Regions from separate parts of the Gossypium hirsutum genome. Here region 1 is linked to region 2. A link is a contact called in public Hi-C data. All regions are on one chromosome and are shown on one strand. The core of a region is the stretch at or near the end of the contact, and the rest is flanking DNA. Distances in the headings are between cores, read along the strand shown. Region 1 holds the start of LOC107887320 (sialidase). Region 2 holds the start of LOC107887318 (probable inactive receptor kinase At5g58300).

What was found. A called contact is a pair of places that touch in the nucleus more often than the background predicts.
Region 1: a Hi-C map of leaf shows a contact between it and region 2, with 2.6 times the contacts expected there. The contact joins the promoter of LOC107887320 here to the promoter of LOC107887318 in region 2. A contact is called at or near these places in 9 of 34 Hi-C or Micro-C datasets (callus, leaf and petal).

The regions. Positions count from the first base shown.
Region 1 is chrA03:38,393,753-38,398,418 of Gossypium_hirsutum_v2.1, forward strand. It overlaps LOC107887320 (sialidase), which reads right to left and starts at 3,118. Exons shown (of 5, transcript XM_016811513.2): 1 at 2,566-3,118; 2 at 2,251-2,332; 3 at 1,380-1,494; 4 at 307-1,227. The coding sequence starts at 2,758.
Region 2 is chrA03:38,206,738-38,211,588 of Gossypium_hirsutum_v2.1, forward strand. LOC107887318 (probable inactive receptor kinase At5g58300) reads right to left here and starts at 2,309. Exons shown (of 3, transcript XM_016811511.2): 1 at 1,798-2,309; 2 at 14-1,308. The coding sequence starts at 1,859.

The sequences.
Region 1 (4,666 bases), core at 1,868-4,367, 190 kb after region 2:
ACTTTTGAACATGCCATTGCAACTCTAAGCTCTTATTTAGAAATCCAAGTTTAATACCTGAGACCCTGAAAATTTCTGCTACAACTTCTGGATAATGGTGATGTTCTATTTATAATGATAATAAAGACTTAAGAATATCGAAGTTGAAAGTGCAACTGTAATCTATAATTATACTCTCTACTTCAATGACACTATTCCTAGCCCTGAGCAGATGATCAAGAAGAGGAATTCATTTTCATTTGCAACAAGCAGAGTTCTACATAGGAATTAAAAATCTATTCAATAAAAAGTAGAGGGTAAGCATACCATATGCCTAATAGCCATATCCAGTGATTTCTTTGAGATAGTCCTTCCAAATCCTGTGCCATCTGCGGTGGTTGTTGAAGATTTTACAGGTTTCCGCATAGCCAAATCGGAGACATGTGAGATCTTCCGTGACTCGTGTATGTCAGATGGATGCCCATTGGAATGGACCCGAGTCCTTCCAGGAGGCTCGGTGAGCCTTCCCCTCGGGACAATAGGTGAAGAATGTCTTCTTGGCATATTTATAGAGCTGGTAGTATCTTGGTTTGTCTTTGTGGTAACAGAAGCACTGGGCCTGGACCTACCGGCAGAGATTGGCCTATCAGGCAACGCTGTTCTAAGGTTTGGTGGTGTGTCAAGAGGAAAATCAGGGGGTACAACTGGCTGTTGCGGAGGGCGGACTCGTGGACCTGGGGAGCTTGGTCGAGATGCTGGAGCTGCAGTGTGACCATTTGAAACAGTGCGCCCATTAGAAGAAGGTGAAGGACTAACTGGTGAAGACAAAGAAGCTGCTGGATTCCGACGCGTGGGAGTTGATGGGCGAGAATTCGAACGAACAGCTGTTGAGTTCAAGTTTGCAGGGACTTGTGGCCTAGAAGTTGGAGTCCACGGTCTTGAACTTTGTGAGGGCCTACTGTTGTCAAGGTAAGAGCTTGTTGGAGATTGACGGACTTTCAAAGGAGTTGAGGGCCGCGATGATGTTGACCTTGAAGATGGGGTTGAAGGTCTTGCTGTAGATAATGAGCGGGTGATAGGTGAGGATGGTCTAATATAAGATGACACAGAAGCTGAGCTTGTATTGAGAATTGAACTGCCCCTATTTGATGAATAGTTATTGTATGAAGAAGAGAGAGAAGGTCGAGTGACCGAACTGCTTCTAGCAGGTCTCGAGGAAGGATTATTTTCAGAATGTGAAACTGAAAGCTGAAACAGAGAGAAACCAAAAAAAAAAAAAAAGTCATTCATGGTTGCCAACTTTGAGTGGACAATAACAATCATATGCTAACCAGAAAATAGTGCAACCACTAATTTTGACAGAAAAAGCAAAATAAGTCTAAAATTAAGGACATGCATACCCTTGAAGCCTTTGTGGTTGAAACTGATCTAACTTTGGAATTGTTTCTTGGAGCTGACTGAGATTCTGATCCCTCAGATGAAGGAAAGACTGGAGTTCCAGGAGGAGTTAGAAGCCTAATAATGGAAAAGTAGTTAATATTATAAACTGAGAGAGACAAGGATTTCCAAACTGAGTCTAAATTCAAGTCTCAATTAAGCGAGCAAGGTAATATATTACCCAGAAATGGTTGTCAAATCGGTTATTTGATCACTAAAGCAATCAAATTTTACCTCTCAAAGCTTAGGGCAAAAAGTTTCACCCAGAATTTTGTTCACTTGAGTAACTCAACAACTCAACGTTATAGCATAACATTATTATAAACAATACCAGAGATTGCTATCTTCTCAACCATTTTCGAATTGGTACACACGAAACCAATCAAGGTGCATTCGTGGTCCAATTCAGTAAAATTATTAAATAAAACAAACAATTCACAAACTTCAGAATTTATTTATTTAAAATTGTGTTCATATGAACAAAAAATGTAGTCTCAAAAAAAAAATTCACATTCCAATAAAATTGAAACAGCGAAATGAGTTTTAGTTTTAGTTGACAGATCTGGATTCCAGTTAACATTGACTTGAAACAATGGAAAAAGTGAAGATTCACAAGAAGAAAAGGTTCGTTCATTTAGATGGTTGTCTTTTCCATTCAAAGATTTTCCATATATATGAAAAAAGCTTTAAAAAATTTTGAACATTGGATTATGGAAAGAAACCAGATCCGAAAGAGAAAATGATGCAAATGATTAGTTTAATTAAATTTGGAAAGGAGAGAGATGCGATTTACCAGTAATCTATTATTATAGTAATAAAATAGCAATGATTTACCAGTCATAATCATGCTTTCCTCCATCTGTAGAAGAAAGTAGATCATCTGATCCATGTGATGTTCTTCCCTGTTTTACTGACACTACAAAATCAAAATCAAAATCAAAACTTATTTTAGCTATCATTCCCCTAAAAACGACTATATTTGCATCCAAAACCATCAGTCATTTTCTTAATTTATGGGAGAAAGAAAAATAGAAATGGAAAAGAATAGAGACGAAGCTTAGCTAACTGCTCCCTTTGAAATTGACAAACTAATTTGAAAATAATAGCATCAAAGTAAGAAAAGGAACGCAGAAGAGGAGAAGTTTGTACCATCGGAGGAGGCGACGGAGAGGCTGCGGCGACTCTTTGAGAAAAGATCCAAATTCTCTTCTGAATCCCTGGGGAACAATCCAGCGTTAAAAATTTTTCCACGGCGGTGATGAAGGGAGGCCGCCGGAATGTTATTACTGTTATTCCTCCCGCCGCCACTCACCAGCGATTCCCTTAGGTTCCTATTCATCATCTTAATTGGTTGCTGATGCTCCCTGCCTCATCGCTCTTTCTTTCTTGCTTGGTTGCTTAAGTTTTTATTTTCTTCCTGTGTGAGGTAAAATGGCAGCTTTGTTTTCTCAGAGAGGTTGAGACAGCTTGATATGTACCTCAAAAGATAAAATGCAATGCAATGCTACTTCTGCCATTACGAAATGCAAAGCAAAAAACAGTTGGTCACCGGGCTGTCACTTTATCTGCCCTTTTATTATATTTTTCTTTATAATATTAATGAAGTGGTATGTGGGGGAGTGAAGTGGTGTTCAGATCTGTTCTGCTCACTGCTAAATCCTTCCTTCGTAGCTTTAAAATCAGATCTGTGCTTTTGTTTACGGAGACAGGCAACACAGCTTTTCTTTTTCTTAAATAAACTAATATTTTTTTTGTAATAATTAATTTATAATGCTAATATTTTATCTCTCCTCACCATTGTTATTTGTACCTTAAATTTATGTTTTTTTTTTCAAAAAAATATTTTTATTATAAGTGTCCATTCAAATATTTCTAAATCTTGGGGAATAAATACTAATTTTGAAAAATAAAGGTAATCAAGACATTTAAAATTATTAATATAAAAATTAAATATTACTAATGGTAAAATTGGGGTACACAAAATTTTAAAATTATGACTTCAAATAATATGTATTTTTCTTATTTGGATGTAAGAAACCAAAAATACTATATTTTATAATTGAATCTCGGTTAATATTGATTTTAATTTAATTTTTTATAAACAAAATATCTATGCACTCTTAAAAAATTCTTAATTAAACTATCAAGTAAACCGTTCATTATTTAAAAAAAAAGAAGAAAAGTAACAACCATCTACTCCATTACTATTAAAATATAAATTTATATGAAATATTAAATTTCATGAGTATGATAAATATTAATATAATTAAATTAAGAAATTTAATTTTTTTACATTGACATTAGTGCAATATTTAAATTTATAAAAATATTAGTAGAAGAAACATTCTAAATTTTATTTGAACCAATAGAGAGTTATTTCACTTTATTTATCACAAAAAATGATATTAAATTATGTTTTTTCACCAAAAATTAGAAATAGAATGAATAAAAAAAATTATTTTCATATTTAAGCTCTGATTGATTTGATTTTATAAGTTAATCCGTTACCAATTATATTAGGAAATTACTAAAATGTTCTTTAACATTTTAAATGAGTTATATTATTAGAAAATATTTTAATTTTTAAAAAAATTAATAAAAATATGCACATAGAAAAATTTAAACTACGTCAATTAAATTGATAAAACTTTAAATGTATCACTAAATTAAAATTTTATTTTAATAATTTTATTTTTATTATGCATAATACCTCCTTTAATTGCATATCTATATTATTTCAATATAATACATATTTTACGTATTATTAATTAATTTTGAATTATATATTTTATTATTTATTGTATATTATTTTAAATTATATTTATGTTTTAAATAGGTGATAAATTTTTTTAATAGTGATGTACTTGAAATTTTGGTCCCAAACTAGCCCTTTAAAGAAAAATGACTTTTTTTTAATGAATCAAATGTGTTAATTTAACGTCAACAAAAATTTAGAAAAGTGGATGAATGATTGATTTACGAAAGGCTACGTGTCTAACTCCTCCCACCATATTCAATAAAAGACCCAACTACATTATTTATGCTTATATTTTAATTTTTAATTATTATTTTGTTATAAAAGTAGTGTCACAAACGAAATTGTTTTTTTCTTAAAACAGTTGGAACTTCTTCTTTTTTTCCAACAATTTTGGAATTTTTTCTTCCTTTTTCCGTTTTTGAAAACAAATACATGTTTTCTTTTTCTTGTTTTCAGAAAAAATTTAAAACGACACCAAATAACCCTTTAATT
Region 2 (4,851 bases), core at 1,059-3,558:
TAGATAAAATTACCATGCAGTAATGAGGAAAAACTTCCTGCAGCTATGAAGTCATATACCATCAACTTCTCATCCTTTGAATAGTAATAAGCACGAAGTGGCACAAGATTTGGGTGCTGACCAAGCCTTCCAACAATTTCCATTTGTTGTTCAAATTCTCTCTTCCCTGCAGCTACTTCTTTCAACCTCTTCACAACCACTGTTATTCCTTCCTCCAAAATCGCCTTATAGGTCGTACCATAACTCCCTTTGCCGAGTACTTCAGCCGAAGCTCTCAACAAATCCTCAAGATCAAAATTGTAAGAACAGCCTTCAAAGAAAACCAATTTGTTCTTCTCAGCCTCTTGCACCTCACTCCCGAAATCCTTCTTAGGTTTCTCGCTCCTTCCACCTTTCACTTTTGATGTAAGAGCACCACCTTGATTGCGCTTTTTCTTTAAACAGCTAAGTACTAGTATAAGCAACAAGAAAAACACCAGTGCAGAACCTGTTACTCCTATGGCAATTATAGCACCTATACTTAATTTCTTATGGGAATCTCTTCTTGGGTTTTCTGGTACTGTTGGTGGAGGGAAGTTAGTTGGGGAAGGTGATGGTGAAGGGCTAATTGTAAGACATTGGTTAAGTGGAGGCCCACATATATGGTTTCCTACAAAAGAAGAAGCAGGGAACTTCTGGAAGGAAGATGGGACTGATCCATTTAAATGGTTGTAGCTCAAATTCAAAAGCCTAAGCCTTGGAAGATTGAAATCGGGAATAGGTCCTGTAAGGGAGTTATTCTGAAGGTTTAAACCAGTCAGGTTTGTTAGATTCTGAATTGCGGTTGGAATGCTGCCTGTCAAGGAGTTGAAGGAGAGATCAAGGAAATCCAGACTGAGAGGGAGAGAGGAAGGGATGTCACCTGAAAAGTTGTTATGCTGAAGGTATACATAACGAAGAGAGGGAAGGGAGAGTACATCAGATGGAAGGTTCCCGCTGAGACGGTTCGACCGAAGGCTGAGGATCATGAGAGCATCAAGCTTTCCGAGTGTGTTGGCTGGAATTTGACCGTGCAGTCCAACACCAGGAAGGTGCAAGGCTATTACACGGGAGCCGTCCTTGGTGCAATTGATGCCAACCCATGAAGTGCATACCGGGGTAGCAGGACTCCAATTAAGTTTACGGCCATGAGGAACTGTGGCAGAAAATTGCAGGAGGGCTTGCTCATCTAAGTCTAAGTCAGCAACTGTTCCTGAACCGCAACAAAGAAACAGACAAGCAAATGCAGCAAAGTAGGATGCCAGCTTCATTTCAGCAGTCTTCATTCCCCTGCCATTTATCAACAGGTTTAGTTAGAAAATCTTTAAAAGGATGGTATTTTAAAAACTTTCTTCTCAATCATATAAAAGCAGTCAACATTTGTCCAGCATACAATGAGTATGGAAACTATGAGAACAAGTTAATAACTATAATGATAATAATCTCTATAAAAATAAAGACATGAAAAATCATAAAGGAGATAAAAGCATGGTTTAGTCAAAGTTCCTTTTTCAGCTCAAACAGAGCACAAGCAATGACAAGATATTTACTTTGGATTAATTAGAGGTTATATATCAAGTCAAGCTTTCTGGTTTGTGAAACAGACACAATACGAATAAAATATTTAAATATTAGATATAATATGGAATAATATGATAAATTTATGAATTTTCCCAAAAATCAGAAGCTGAAGAACATAATGTTGGTACAATATTTAAGACAAGCTAAATAAAGAAACATATTCAAAAGGAAAAAAAATAAGAGATGAGTTGAACTTACAATATGCAATGGCTTTTTTTTCCTTCCCGGAAGCAATTGTAGAATTCATTAGAGACATACATTCTTGAAAATTATAGCTCCCAAGGAACGAACATTGCAGTTAAAACAACCAAGTTCCGAAATGCAGAGGAGCTTTCTTCCTTCCACTTGAACTAAAATATATAAAGGAAAGAAGAAATTATATGTGAAACAAACCTTTAGCAAAAATGGGGTTACAAAGCGCCAAGAGGCTAAGCAGCTAAATTGGACAATCTGGGTTTTGGAATTTGCATTCCTTCCACGAAAAAAAGAGGGAGTTAAGAGGCAGTGCGCAGGTGTTATTGGAGGATAGCGTAGGGCTTAAGCTCGAAAATGCAGTGCAGATCTGGAAGAAAGTCGGAGCCGACGGAATCTGAAAATTGTTTGACCAAAATTAAGAATTGCTTCCTAAAAATAAAGACGTTGCATTGAGTACTGAAAAGAGTAGGTGGACTCCTAGTCAAACTTTTCTTCTACACTCTCTAACTAATCCTTCCCCATTAACCAACTTTTCTCCGTTAATAAATTCTTTATATTTATTAATAAATAAATTATAAATTAAGGTTTTGGATTCAACTACTTCTTTTATTTTTGTTATAAATTTACTTAATGATATGAGAAATAAATGTGAATGTATTTATTTTCAAAAGATTTTAATTTAAATTAATTATAATAAAAAATTTAAAATTTTAAACAGTATTTATAGTGTTGTTCAGTATTATATAAAAATTTCTTAATTTAAATTTAAAATGTTTTTTATTTTTTATTTTTAAATAGTATTTTATTTTAAGTTAATATACATACATGTTTAATCTTATTTAAACCGTATTTATAGGATTTTAATATGTACTTCATTAATTTCATTATTTTTTAACATTAAATTGAAAAGGAATGTAGCATTTAAAGAAATAATTATTTGTAGTAATTATATACATTATCTATATATATAATTTATAATATATATACATAAAAGAAAAATTTTGAAAAGAAAAACTTTTGAACCGACAATAATATCTTTTATCGAATCAATATGTTAATGACATAACGGCTGAGTGATTATTTTAAATATATTTTTTTAATGGTAATGATTAAATTGACAAAAAAATTGAGTAATCAAAATCAAAAAACCCTAATTTAAAGTGATTAATGAGGTAGTTTACCTTTCCTTCTTTTACCGTATGAACCTTACTATAGCGTGTATGTATAAGATATTAAGTTAATATTTTAAGTTGAAATCTTAGCATTTGTATATTTATATTTTATAGATTTTATATAAAGGTATGGAAAACAAAAATACCCATAATAATATTTATTGTTATTTATTTATTTAGTAATTATATTGATTGAGTATTTTTCAAGTTAACACGTGACACTAACTCAATCTAACATTTAAATAATATAATAATAATTACATTTTGTCTCAATCACGATATGGGTAAAAGAAATGTTTTATCTTTAAAATTTATTTAACAATGAATATAGGTGGATTGGTAATGACTTTATATCTTAATACAATTGAACACGTGTTAAATTTTTGGATTTTTAATTTTTAATCCTTTTATTTAAAGATGATATAAAAGTATAAAAAAATAAAAGTGTCAACATAATAATATTAATTATAATTTAAAAGAAAAGTATTTTTTTAAAATTTCATAACTGAGTTGGAAACTTAGTTAAAAGTGACATTAACTAAGTAAATTGCTTAAATATAAGTACTAGATTAGATATAGGTATTGACCATCGTCCCAACGTGCGAACGTCGGGACTTAAACTACTGCAACAAAAAGATATAAATTAAGCGGCGTCCACAAGTATCTGGGTTAGGTTGTAATATAGAAGCTACAATGGAACACAAAAGTGTTCCAAGGATCGTACCCAAGGAAGTTGAATTAAACTAACTAATAATTTCTAAACTAAGTGGGCTAAACAGTAATAATATAATCTTATAGTATGAAAAATAAAAGAGAATAATATGAAAAAAAATTAACATAAAAATAAGAAAACTAGCAAACAAATGGATTTTGCTCAAATTAAATAAAGAGAAGATCAACTCTTTTCAGTGTTCAAAATTAACTTCGGATTTAGGGTTTTAATGAATCAACTAATTAACCTAATTATTATCTTTCGACCTCTAATTAAATTAACTAGTCGGCAGAAGCTATTTATTTTTTGACCTCACAACTTAAATCGAGATAAATTGAGAGATGCTCGATAGACTACTCTTTCAACCTCATCTACCTAAAATACTTACTAGGGTCGTCAATTCTAGGATTTAATCACACTCAACCCAACTCAACTAACTATAAAGCAAACCCTAAAATATTAATTAATCTCACATCCGCTCGTCAATCTCTATAAGGTTTTAGTTCATCATGGATGCGAATTTCCCTCATTTAAATTTAAATATTTAAACTAAATATTAAAATAAAAGAAAAAGAAAAGAGAAATTGGATATGTTTGATGTCGACTCCGTACAGAAACGAAAAACCTATTAAACAGATGTTGAGTTGAAGTAGATTGCAAGCAAAACCAAAAGAAATAATAAGATTTGATGAACAAACTAAAGACAAAAACTGAAATTAACATCAACCAAAGTAAAGCAGCAATTTCACCCAATTTCAACTTTAATCTAAGCAGAAAGAAATTAAACAAAGGGAAAAATGCCTCTAATCAAGTCTTGAGCTTTGCTATTTATAATAATAGTGTTGTATGACCGAATTGGGTTAATTACAAATGACTAATCACATTTAATTAAGACTATGCAGACTAAAACACCCTCAGATGTAAATTGAGCCTTGTCGAACCAATGTTGCGACACTGAATATCGAACTGAACTTCCTTGGCTTCAAAGTTGGATGTTGCGACATTGAAAGACTGGTGCCCCAACATTGATATTGGGAAAAAAAACTCGGGTTGAAAATAGTTTTCTTGCACAGCGAAAAATTAAAATTTTGAAAACTGACTCGGTTTGTTATATTTATAGCAATAAACCTTAAACCGAAATCATACTTATTTTTTCGGATAAAAGAATCCTTG